Linked DNA regions of Hordeum vulgare: region 2 is linked to region 1. The links are chromatin contacts, called in public Hi-C maps. All regions are on one chromosome and are shown on one strand. Each heading gives the region's core, a stretch centred on a gene start, on an enhancer-like site or on the middle of the called end of the contact. The rest is flanking DNA. Distances are from core to core; before and after follow the strand shown. Region 1 overlaps LOC123447196 (inositol hexakisphosphate and diphosphoinositol-pentakisphosphate kinase VIP2-like). Region 2 holds the start of LOC123447204 (tetratricopeptide repeat protein 38-like).

Region 1 (5,678 bases), core at 939-3,438:
CCCCAAAACAATGCGCCATAGGGACATTTCGATAGTCGTGCACAGGGTTCATGAAGCATCACAAATTGACTCTGGACCCTAAAACAGTGTGTTATAACCCATGAAACTGGCGCAAAACGATAAAAACAATGTGCTTTTGTGATGTCTCGATAACCGTGCGAAGGGTTCATGGAGGATAAAAAATCGACCCGGAATCACAAAACAGTGCGTTAAACCAAGTGAAAGCAGAAGGGGGCGATGAAAGACATATTTTCTTTTTTTTTGAACAGGGTACAATCAAAGTCGTTCACATACGCGAGCATACACTCATTCATGAACACCTTCAAGAGACTAAGCCGGCACATCATCTTGAGATTGACGAAGTTGCCACAAACGCCTTTGTAGTCAATGGAAACATTTCCTTCCACCAAACGCACGTCGGTGAAAGACCTGAAATAAATTTAAAAAATGCAAGCATCAATGTCAAATCTAGGATTTAAATTCTGATGGATGAAGGATACCACAGTCCTTCTAACCATCCAACCACAGGTTGGTTTGCAGAAAGACAGAATTTGTTCCATCCAAAAAAAGTTGCAATTTGTTACGTATTCAGTAGCTAGAACTCATGGTGCTCAAGATACACGTAAGCTTATCACAACGAAAAGGCAGGAAAGAGAGCCGTTGCGTCGTGCATCATACTCCCTCCATCTTAAAATGAATGTTTCAACTCTAATACAACTTTATATTAAAATCAATACAAATTTAAGACATTTATTTTGGGTATATCTGGCTGGCCAAAAATACTTGGCATGAAGCACCAGATGCTTCCAGGCCAAAATACAAACAAGCAACTCTTACTCAGCAACTTGACATCTCTCACATATCCACCTTTTATACACAAAGATGGGGCACGTCAGCAATCAGGGGCCAAATACTGTCCAAACTAATTTGCCATGACAGCCAGAAAAAGACTTGGGCAGGTTTCACACGCCACTATACCCTTTGGCCCTCTTTTAACACTTGGAAAGTTGGAATCATGCTCTTACCAAGAGATCATGTGGGCATTAAGCCCCCAACTCAATGTGGAAATCTGGTTTTTCCATCTCTCGGAAATTTTTCCTTCAATCTTTTTGGCTCTAGTGTATCATACTTCCTCTAATCCTAAATATAAGTCTTTTAAAAAAAATTACTAGGGAGCTACTCCCTCCGTCTCAAAATAACTGTCTCAACTTTGTACTAGCTCTAGTACAAAGTTGTACTAAGTTGAAGACACTTATTTTGAGACGGAGGGAGTACATAATATCTATATACATCCGTATGTAGTCTTGTAATGAAATCTTTAAAAAAACTTATATTTAAGAAGGGAGGGAGTAATTGTTCTTGTATCAACAGTATACTACCAGCCAATTCTGCTATTAGTATTTGGTTCCTTCAACGAGTATTATCTCAAGATTACATTAGGAATGGTACTTTGGGATGCGGCCATGCACAAAGTCTTTTGGACATTCCGCAAAAGAAAAAGAAAAAAGACCAGAAGCTTGATTCATGATCCTAAAAAAGATGAAGACTGCTAGGCATTCATCGGTGGATTTGTAGTAACCATCCACCATCGTTTTAGCCGTCCAATGCATACGCGTGCACCGTCCGATCACCAGCTCGATCGCCTCCCGTTCACCACATAAAATTCTGAAACAACGCTCCAGTTGCGAAAACAAGCACGCTGCTACGCATAATTCCTGAAACGATGGTTGAGTTGCAGAAACTTTCGCTTTGTTGCAAGAAATAAACTTTAGACCCGTTAATTTCTGAAACAACGGTCGAGTTTCAGAAACAATTTGCTTGTTGCAGAATTATTATTTTCTTCGTCTTTCTACAACATAGGTACTTTTGCGGAATAATTTTTTGCAACGAAGGTCATGTTTCAGAAATTTTTGCAACAAAGGTCAAGTTGCGAAAAAATTTTGTCTCTCCCTTCTCCAATCTGACGGCGCTGCCCCACCAGCCGACCACAGCACGCGCCCCGGCCCCGGCCCGCCACACTCGCGGCAGGGCAGCGCGGCCGCAGCCATGCCCAGCTCACCCTGCAGCCTCCCGACGCTCCGCCCCTACAGGAAATCCATGGCCTCCCCTTCCTCACGGGCCAGCAGCGGAGGCCCAGCCTGTGGCGAGCACGGGAGCGCATGGGCATATGACGACGACCTGCTGACTTGTATGAGCAGTGGCGTTGCAGGAGCTTGAGGTGGTGGTGGCCATGGCATGCTGCAGGAGCTGGGAAAAGGAGCTGATTGAAAAGGAGATAAGAAGGATGTAGCGGTGCGAGGGACACGCGTCGCGTGATGAAGGCGACGGACGCCCTTTCGATCAGACAGTTGAAAGGAATACTTTAACAAAAAAGATGGCAGAAAACAAGATGCAAGTTCCGTAACATATCTTTGAAAATTTGCCTACAATCATGCTCAAGATCAAGATGCCGGGCAAAAGTACACGTGAGATTCAGTTTCTGAAAGATGAACCCATGTTACCAAAATTGCGCAAATGGTGTCGCCACCAGATGTTAACAAAGAGGAATGAATATTCACATGAACTCATTTCTGGCAATTCACAGCTTTTTCAGCCATTTTGCTGTTAATTCCGCTCTTGTGGAAAGGCCAGAAACTAGCCAGCCGTTCAAGCACCCCAGCGCCCTTGGAGAAGTATCCCAAGACTTGTGGAGGTGCAGCCGGAGGAAAGTCCTCAGGAGGCATGGCAAACGGCCGCACCATCTTCTCAAACTTGTCCAGTGTCAGGCAAGAGCCAACTTCCTGCAGTCTCTCGGGGCCCATTATCGGCAGGGTGTGCTCCTGGAGCAACGGAGAAGTTTCACTGGTTTTGTCCTGGACCAACCATACGTTCTGTTAGTAACATCGAATGCGTGGAGTACGAAGCAAGCAGAGACTTCTGGATTGTGAATAGAGAGACATGGGTGAGTACCTCGAGAGGGCTGAGATCAGCACCACGACTGAATGTCATTTCGATCCGGAACCTTTCCTCATCTTCTAAAGGAACCTGTAAATAGTAAATTTGGTAAGCATCAGAAGTTTCCAACTATATGGATAATACCAATATTAGGAGGGCATGGATTATGGAGTACGCAGTCACAAAAGGATCAAACATAACTTTGGCAAAGAGCACCTATATGGTTATTCTGTGGAAATTATGACATAAAGTATGATGCACATATGTAGAGTACATGATACAAAATCAGATGAAAGTTTCAGCCAACTTTCCATGTATAGTAACATTTTGATAGGCATGTTATATGTACATGATACAACTAGGGGGAAAACACTCATAAATAGTGTGCACTTTTACTGCTTATCGCTCTGTGAAGAATATAGTGAAGTACTTGACTTAAAGAGAGAACCGACACCAATACCATTTCAACTATTTGGATGGAAGTAGGTTTGCCATCAATGCAAGATCAGATAGACAGAATTTTCAGCTACCAGCAATCCTACTCCCAACTTCGTCACTTGAGCAATGGAATGGTTATAGAGCATGCATGCATAGCCCATAAATAGGCTAAGGCTTTTCTCGGCAAAAAGGGTCAGACTACAAGGGGAGGCCACTACTTAGTCACATAACACATTATTGATCGGAAATGGCCCTACAATAAAGTAGCTAGCGAAGAGTATTATCAAATAACCATTTTTCATGACATTTTAAAAATAACCCAAATCCTAACTCATTTTCGAAAAAATGACTTGCCTACTACGCCATCCCTGGTAAGTGGTACTCAGGCACTCAGCATTACAGAAATACCAACGAAAACTAATACACTTAGATACATACCCTGTAGAGAAGACAAACAAATTTGAAGTACAAGATTCAGGACACACCATTTCAGTGTGAGAAATAACAAATACTGAAGAGACTATGTCACTTTGGCATAATCAATAGATGATTTTATGCCCAATTTCAGATACTGATGAAATACAGTGATCCCAGTGTAGCAAATGGAGATGGTATATTAGGTTGTAGTTTTTCCCATGACTGACGAATGAAGAAATATCTAATTGCATTGGATGCTATATAAAAGCATCCCTCGGTCTATCAGTGAAATGACGCTGCACCAGAGAATTGGCACGTAACACTTCATACTGCATACTTTTTATTTTATTTTATTTTCTGAGCATCACGCTTCATACTGCATACATAGCTTTGGTGCTCAATTGTAGTTAATACAGGTTTACATGAGTATTGCAAGTAAGGCATTTGAGCACTGAAAAGCTTTCTCAAGAAAAGGGATCAACAATACTTCATTGATCATTCCCACGAGAGTATTTGAGTACGTAAGATAGCTTTTTCAAGAAAAGGATCAACAGTACTTGATATACTAGTATAAGGTTAGGAAACTTTCTGCTCAAAATCTTTTGGAAATGCTAACTCATGAAAATAGTAGAAATATGCAGGATTATTTGTACCATAATAAAGGCAAAGTCTGTTGACAGACATATTGAGAAATATCATTACCTCTGTATTTTCGAACATTCTAAGCACGATATTGCTCATATAATCAAGCTCCCTGGTTCTATGTAGTCGGTCCAGAGTACTTTGGCAGACAAGGCTATCCTCTCCATGTAGAGACTCATCCAAGTTGCAATACCGAAGGACATTCATCAATGAGTGTATATGGGATTCCTGGTGGAGAAAATGCACATGTCAACACTTGGATTTCCAGAATGATTATAAGAACAAAGTACAGAAGTGCTCTGGTGTACCGATGTGAAATAAAGCCTTGTGCGGACATGTCGGTCCGGTGTCTTCACATTTGCATACCTGAAAGGAAGAATATTAGACCAATATAATTCACATGCAAATCAGTACAAACCTAATATCGCAATTAACTGAAAAAACATGCACACACTTAGGATCTAAGCGGTATTTAGTTTCTCTATCGTCTTCGTCTTCTTGGTCCATTGACTTTTCACTCGTGGTGCTAGATCTTCTTCCATCCTCATTTCTTACTTGAACCTTTTGCTGGTGCTCTAGTTCTTTTGTTGGTAGGAATAAAGCTTCATCTTCAGTAAAACTCGGGTCAGCAACACAAATAGCTTCTTCACGAGTGTTCCGTAAATCAATTAGAACTTTTCCCATCAACCGGCGCGCTATCTAGGAAAGCCAATAAAAGTGAAGAACACATAAACAATTCATCAGTTGGAGATGCCGTATACATACGATGTTCTACAACAATGAAAAAGACAGTGCACGTCTAGCTTGACAACAAACCTTTGATCCAATTTTTAGTTTTTGCTTTGGGTTGATCCCGTACTCATTTGGAATAACACCATCAGCAAGAAGCTACAAGAATAAGTGTTAGATAAGGTTTTAAGAACATGTAAACACTCTAGAGAACTTATCGACGTCAATGAACTATCAGCATGTTTGAAAGTACAATGGATTGTAGAGCCTGGGCAAATAATTAAGGCACTGAGTTGGCATTTGTCCATTAAACTACCAACAAAATTTGCATGATTGGCTCAAATTCATATGGAGCTAAGCCCGGGTAGCTGCCCAGGATCGCCGGGAGCTAGCTCCGTCACTGAAACTGGATATCCTACAATAGATCTAAGGAAGAGAAGGAATGTTAAAACACAAGTTACATAGCCCCCCCCCCCCCCCCCCCTCCCAGGTCACTTCAAGTTAAGAATTGTATGATC
Region 2 (6,155 bases), core at 1,024-3,523, 250 kb before region 1:
GATTGCTTATGCATGGTTCGCTATGAAAAAACGTCATCCGTCAAGAGAAATGCTTTGGTGTAGATTTCTACCATCTCCTTAAGACAGTGAGGTTGAGATCTCTTGTCATGTCAAGGTGCTTTAGGTCAATTAAGTTCAACGACTGCGGCTTCATGACGTTGGTTCTTAGATGCACATCTGCGAATACTTCCCGGCCTGGTCAAACCGACATCGATAGGGGAGCAATGACAGAGGCGTGTCAACGGCTACGGCGCAGTGCTAGTTCATTGGTCTAGAAATCTCCATATATATTTTCGAGAGTAGATCAATTGTGTATCATATTTTTATAAAAGAGAGCAAAGACAATTTACAAGAAACCTAAAGTAGATGCGAATATCTACTCCCGGCAACGTCCGGTAACAACCAACAGACAAACCTAAAGCCTACTCTCTCACAAAACAAATGTGCTAAACCACCAACACCCACTTCGGCTCGCCTCCGGTCATGAACTTGCCATAGAATGGCATCCACTAGCTCGTGAGGCGTCATCTGTTGGTGGACCCTGTTGAAAATCCGAGCATTACGATGCTTCCACACACACAGCCCCCACAATAGCAATGACAAGTGTGTCGAACCCTCTTTTGCTCTCCTTGGATGGTGGACCTTGTGGACTCCACGCGTTGGTCGGCGGATCTTTTTAGAAAATCCACCACATCCGCATCCGTTTGATCGGGGCTATCCAGTAGTCCGACCCCTTTCTCATCGTTGCAGTAGACCTTCTGTTACAGAAACATTTGTGACGTTTTGTTGTAAAGTTTTTTTTTGTCTGAACTTTTTTGAAACATGAGTTTCGTGGTGGAAGAAATTTTGCAACACAAATGATGTTGTAAAAAATATATCTTTACTTTTTATCAACATGGATGTTGTTGTGAAAAGATTTCAGCAACACGGATGATGTTGCAGAACTTTTTTGTCTTAACTTTCGTGTAACATAGGCATCGTTGTGAAAGCACTTCTGCAGCACAAAAAATGTTAATGAAAAAAATATAAGTGACAAAAGCACACGGGTCTAGTCATGGAGGCCTTGGCTGATTGTGCGCCGGCTGATCAAATTTGTATCTAACGGTTGCGCATGCAGCGGGAGTATACGCGCGATCTTTTTTGCTTGATAATATGTGTCTCATTTATATTGTAAAGATCAAAATACAAATCATATAAAAATTGATATAACAAAACTGAAAAGATAGAAGGACATATGTGAGTTTGACACTAGAGTTCGTCACCTGTCTTTGCCACCATCACAACAGCCATCAAAGAAAAGAATGACGAATCACCTCCTCACCCGAACTCGACGCGGCTCCATCACTGGTATACATCTTTGCGGACCTACAAGGTTGCTCACCAAAAATAAAGCACTTGACGTTGAACAAATCAGACCGGAGTAACACCCTGGACACGCCATCGAACTGTAAATCTGACATCCCACCACGATTAAGACGTCAAATGAGGAAACCATACCTGGCATCCACTAACCACGAACCCAGAACACATTATGTCCTTCAGATATCGTCGATGCAGACCACAATCTGCATCCGCTCCTGGACTACCTCCCAAGCTCCGTGCCGACGTTGGAGCAAACGTCGACGAAACCCGAGGACACTGGTCTACCAGGAGGATGCCGCCGCCACGCCATCTTGCTATGGCTGACTCTATTTTTTTTTCATTTTTTATACTCTATTACTCCGTTCCAAAATATAAGGCCTTTTAGGTATTTCACTAGAAGACTACGTACAGAGCAAAAATGAGTGAATCTATACTTTAAAATATGTCTATGTACATCCGTATGTATTAGGAACGGAGGAAGTAGATAAGGCTACGATGCTTTTTTTTGGAAAAAATTCTACTACGGCCCAAACCAATTCTTCCACCTGGTCATCGTTTTCCTCCCCGTCCCTCGCGTGCCGCCGCGTCGGCATCCGGCGGCCGCGAGGCCACTCGCCATCGGGAGGATCACTGTCCCAAAACCACTGTCGCGCGGCACGACGCAGCAACACGCGCCCACCACCCTGCTGTGTGCTGTCTGACCGCCGAACCACCATTCCACGGACGTGGACGTCGCCAGCGGTGACACGGCACGGCACGCACGCACGCACGCACGCGCCTCCGCAACAACCACTCTCACTCCACGCGGCCTCCCGACCCTCCTCCTCCTCCCACGAGCACCACCACCCACCCAAGCAGCAGCAGCAGCAGCAGCAGCAGGAGGACGCGCGCGGCCGAGCCAGGCAGGCAGGGCGGCGGCAGATCGATGGCGGCCGCGGCGGAGGGGGAGGGGGAGGTGAGGAGGGACATGTGGGGGCAGGAGTACCGGACGGCCTCCGCGGACTGCGCGGCGGCGCTGGACGACTACTACGCGCAGACCATGGCGTTCGGCCGCGGCCGCGGGCCCGCCGCGCTCCGCGCCGCGGCCGCCGACCCGGCCTGCGCGCTCGCCGCGCTGCACGCCGCGCACTTCGTCGGCCCGCGCGACCGCGCCGCCGCCGCCGCCTTCCTCGCCGCCGCCGCCGCCAGCCTCGTAAGCAACCGACTGCCTCGGGTCCGCTCCTTTCCCCATTCCGAATCCTCCCTTGACTTTCGGTGCGCTCGCCTGCTTCCACAAGGGCAAGGCGACGGAGTACGAGAGGGCGCTGTTCCGGGCGCTCTCCGCGCTCGTCGGCGAGGACAGGGACACGGAGGTGGCCGTCGACCGGCATTTCCAGGTTCGCTCTCGCGGCGCCTTTCATCTGATTTCTCCTGCCGATCTGGGAGCGAGCCACAAAGTTGACTGGTGAAACTGAACGGCGTCCTTGCTCGTGTGTGGCAGCTGCTCAGGGAGTTCCCCAGGGATCTCATGTCCCTCAGGAGAGCGCAGCTCATCTGCTTCTATGTCGGACGGCCGGACACATCCCTCGAATTTGTTCAACAAGTAAGCTGACAATTTACCACAAGAGGTCTGGTTTTTATGCTTACAGTTTTCATATTTAGGATTTAACCCAGGGATAGCAATGCCGTTTCTTTTGTGCATTGGGTGCGCTTGTGTGAAACATTTCTTAGCAACACCCACTGAAACTTTCAGTGAAATAAAATCTAGTGATTTCTCAAAGGAGTTGTATGCCTGCTGTTTTCTAGCATCAGGGTAGGTAGCCCACTGAATGAAACCCGATGACAGTGTAACAGCATTTGTTACCATATTCATATTCACTAGAAATGCAGAAACTTTAAATAGAGCAGCTACTCTTATGAAAATGCTACTGTACAAATGAAGAAACTCTTTCTGACTAATTGAATGCCGCTCGTTGCTGATCAGGTTTTGCCGGAGAACCAAGATCGGAACTATGTATACGGCATGCTCGCTTTCCCTTTGCTGGAGCTCGGAAGAATGGACGAGGCTGAGATTGCTGCTCGGAAAGGCTTGGCTATAAACAAGAACGACTTCTGGTCACAGCATAATGTATGTTGATGAGTTGTTGTTTGGCTATATTTGGCTTTAGTGATTACATCTAGTTGCTGACTTGTAAGTGATATGAACCTTATATACCTGGTGACATGGGTATTTTGTAAATTGGTCACAGAATTAGCCTGCTGAATAATACTAGAATCAAGTGTTCTTTTTAATCTTGTTCAAGCTAGGTACGTGTGTAAAGAAATAGCTTTCCACGCATGAGTACTTCGAGGTATGGAATATACAGAGAAGCAGTGTTTAGACTTGCTAACTTAGAACAAATTACCACTAACAAAAATAATGGTTGTTGAGAACTTGAGATGGTTAAATAAATTATAAACCATGAACTAAACTAAAACTATGCAATATGATAGAGATCAGACTGTGTTAATCAAGATGTTAAAATCTTACTCTAGGCTAGGGTCACTTGACAGTTTCAACCAAAATGAATCCAATAGCAATTAGCACCTATACTGCCACTTTAATGCTCTGCTCCTTTCATGAGTCCTTCGCCTTAATTACCGCTGGAAAGTCTTTCATACTTAGCACAGATGTCCTAATAAATCTGAACGCCAGGCTCACGTCTATGGTTAAATAGTCAATAACCATCCAGGGCTGATTACTAGCTGATTAAAACAGTTGACCTATCCATAAGTCTTAAGTTACATTTAAATCCGATGCCAGGGAACAAAATGGTTTACGCCCTACTTGATCGAGATGTACTCGTGGCATCGTTTAGGATGACTAGAAGGCATCACGACCCTGGATAACTTATAGGGGAGGGATGCGTTGCACAGCACCAAGGATTGGTAGTGTAGAGGCTTTGTGCTGTCCTGCAAACCCTGCCAAGTGAGGTTTTTCTTGCAGGCTCTGCACATATACCCAAGTAGTTCTTGGACTGTTCCTGTTTTTGAGAAAAGGCCTATGGCCCAGCTTTTCATTCAAAACTGTTTCAATGTTTAGAGTACTTGGACTGATCCACTAAGATCTGGACAAATATGGCACAATCAGTTTCATTTAGCTTAGTCAGTGAGGTCATTCAGATGCTATGCCTTTTTTCTCTTAACGTTGATCCTTTGTATTCCATGTCCTTGCATTTTCATTTACTTGGAAGACATGATAGTAAATACTTTCTTTGCAAAAGGAAAGCCATGATATTTTTTTTGCTATGGTGGGGGTATGTGATATGTCTGTATGTTCTTACTGAATTCTCCTCATGCAAGGGCTGTTAAATTAAGATAACTTAACTTAGCATATGAGTTTCACTAGCTGACCTGTGCATATTGAAGTAACACAACATTCTTTAATATAAGCTACATCCTACATTCTATCTTGCAGATGTGCCATGTTTTTCAGCAGGAATGTCGCTTCAGAGAAGCTACTGAGTTCATGGAATCATGTTCTCCATCATGGACAGCATGCTCATCATTTATGTATGCAGCTCTCCACTTGATACCATTTCTAGTGGTGCAAATAAAAAAGCAGGAATGTAATTTCTTATAAAATATGTTCCCTTCTTTCTTGTAGGTTTACCCACAACTGGTGGCATGTGGCAGTCTGTTACTTGGAAGGCGAAGCCCCTATTAGGAAAGTTATGGAGGTATATGATCAAAACATCATGAAGGAACTCGATAGAAGTGATTGTGAGCCAGCCGAGGTATTATATTGTTATTGGTGTTCAGTTTTCCTAATATTGATGTCTGAGACACTGAATAATTTCTCATGCCTTCAGGTGTACCTGAATGCTCTCGGTTTGCTACTCCGTTTATATGTGCGTGGTGAGACAGGCCTAGCCAAAGAGAGGCTAACAACATTGCTAGATGATCTTAAGAATGAGGTACTACTGGAAACATCTTTTATATCCATTAGAAGATGTAGACTTTACTGTGCTGCCTATTCTCAAGAGCATTTTAAGATACATAAAGCTATAAGAGATCCATTCTTCTGACTATCCAGTTTGAACTTTGCCCAGTCCATTTGGCATGCGGAATGGCTCCTTGATTTACTTATATTATGGGCATTATCAAACATGAATGAAATTAAAGCAGCAGAAAATCTGCTGACCTCAGTACGATCAAGGTCTGGTATCTGAATAGTTCTCTTTTATTGGAAACATAAGACTGTCATATTACAAGTGTTCTCAGTATTTGTTTTCTTTTTTCCTTCAGAGTCTCTTCAATGGACACGAAAAGACAGCAAGTGATGCACAAGGCAATTCAGGTGTGCTCAATTCTTTGTTCAAGGTGAAATGCTATTGGAGAGATACCACATATAGAGTGCAATCAATACTAAGAGAACGTTAACAGTATGAAGCAAAAAAAAAAACACTAAAAGTGGAATGCTCAATTTTTGTTCTTGAATATCACTGCAACATTTTCTTGCTTGTCTATTGTATCACTCGTTCTCAGTGATAATATCACAAATTTTTGCCAGGGAAGTTGATCAATTTTTTGCTGCCGTTTGTTGTTTTCTTTGATACAGCTAGCAGATGCTGTTTATAAATATGGAAAAGGAGAGCACAAGGCGGTGTTTGACACCCTGGGTCCAGATTTCGATGGGCTTAGCTATAAAGTAGGATCACCGAACCTAGTGTTTCAAGACAAGTAATTATGAATTTGCTTTTACTGAATATCAATGAATGGTACAATTAGATGATTGGCGCATCGGATGAACAAGTGGACGTCTTCAATGAAGT

The links. A called contact is a pair of places that touch in the nucleus more often than the background predicts.
Region 2: a contact with region 1 is called in a Hi-C map of leaf, with 4 times the contacts expected there. The contact joins the promoter of LOC123447204 here to the enhancer-like site in region 1. A contact is called at or near these places in 3 of 6 Hi-C or Micro-C datasets (leaf and seedling) and 1 of 1 datasets of contacts at active chromatin or transcription factors (embryo).

The regions. Positions count from the first base shown.
Region 1 is chr4H:10,010,106-10,015,783 of MorexV3_pseudomolecules_assembly, reverse strand. LOC123447196 (inositol hexakisphosphate and diphosphoinositol-pentakisphosphate kinase VIP2-like) reads right to left here. Exons shown (of 30, transcript XM_045123777.1): 25 at 5,248-5,319; 26 at 4,886-5,130; 27 at 4,740-4,797; 28 at 4,492-4,659; 29 at 2,950-3,024; 30 at 2,393-2,852. The coding sequence ends at 2,565. Among protein-coding and RNA genes, the nearest start is that of LOC123447197, 13 kb to the right of the region's middle. Within about 2 kb of position 2,188, at least 1 of the 3 cell types and tissues checked has open chromatin away from gene starts, as enhancers often do. A contact at or near this core is called in leaf, where this site is marked.
Region 2 is chr4H:10,256,276-10,262,430 of MorexV3_pseudomolecules_assembly, reverse strand. It overlaps LOC123447204 (tetratricopeptide repeat protein 38-like), which reads left to right and starts at 2,273. Exons shown (of 14, transcript XM_045123786.1): 1 at 2,273-2,554; 2 at 2,640-2,738; 3 at 2,843-2,944; 4 at 3,326-3,469; 5 at 4,799-4,893; 6 at 4,988-5,117; 7 at 5,193-5,297; 8 at 5,433-5,539; 9 at 5,629-5,680; 10 at 5,942-6,031; 11 at 6,112-6,155. The coding sequence starts at 2,288.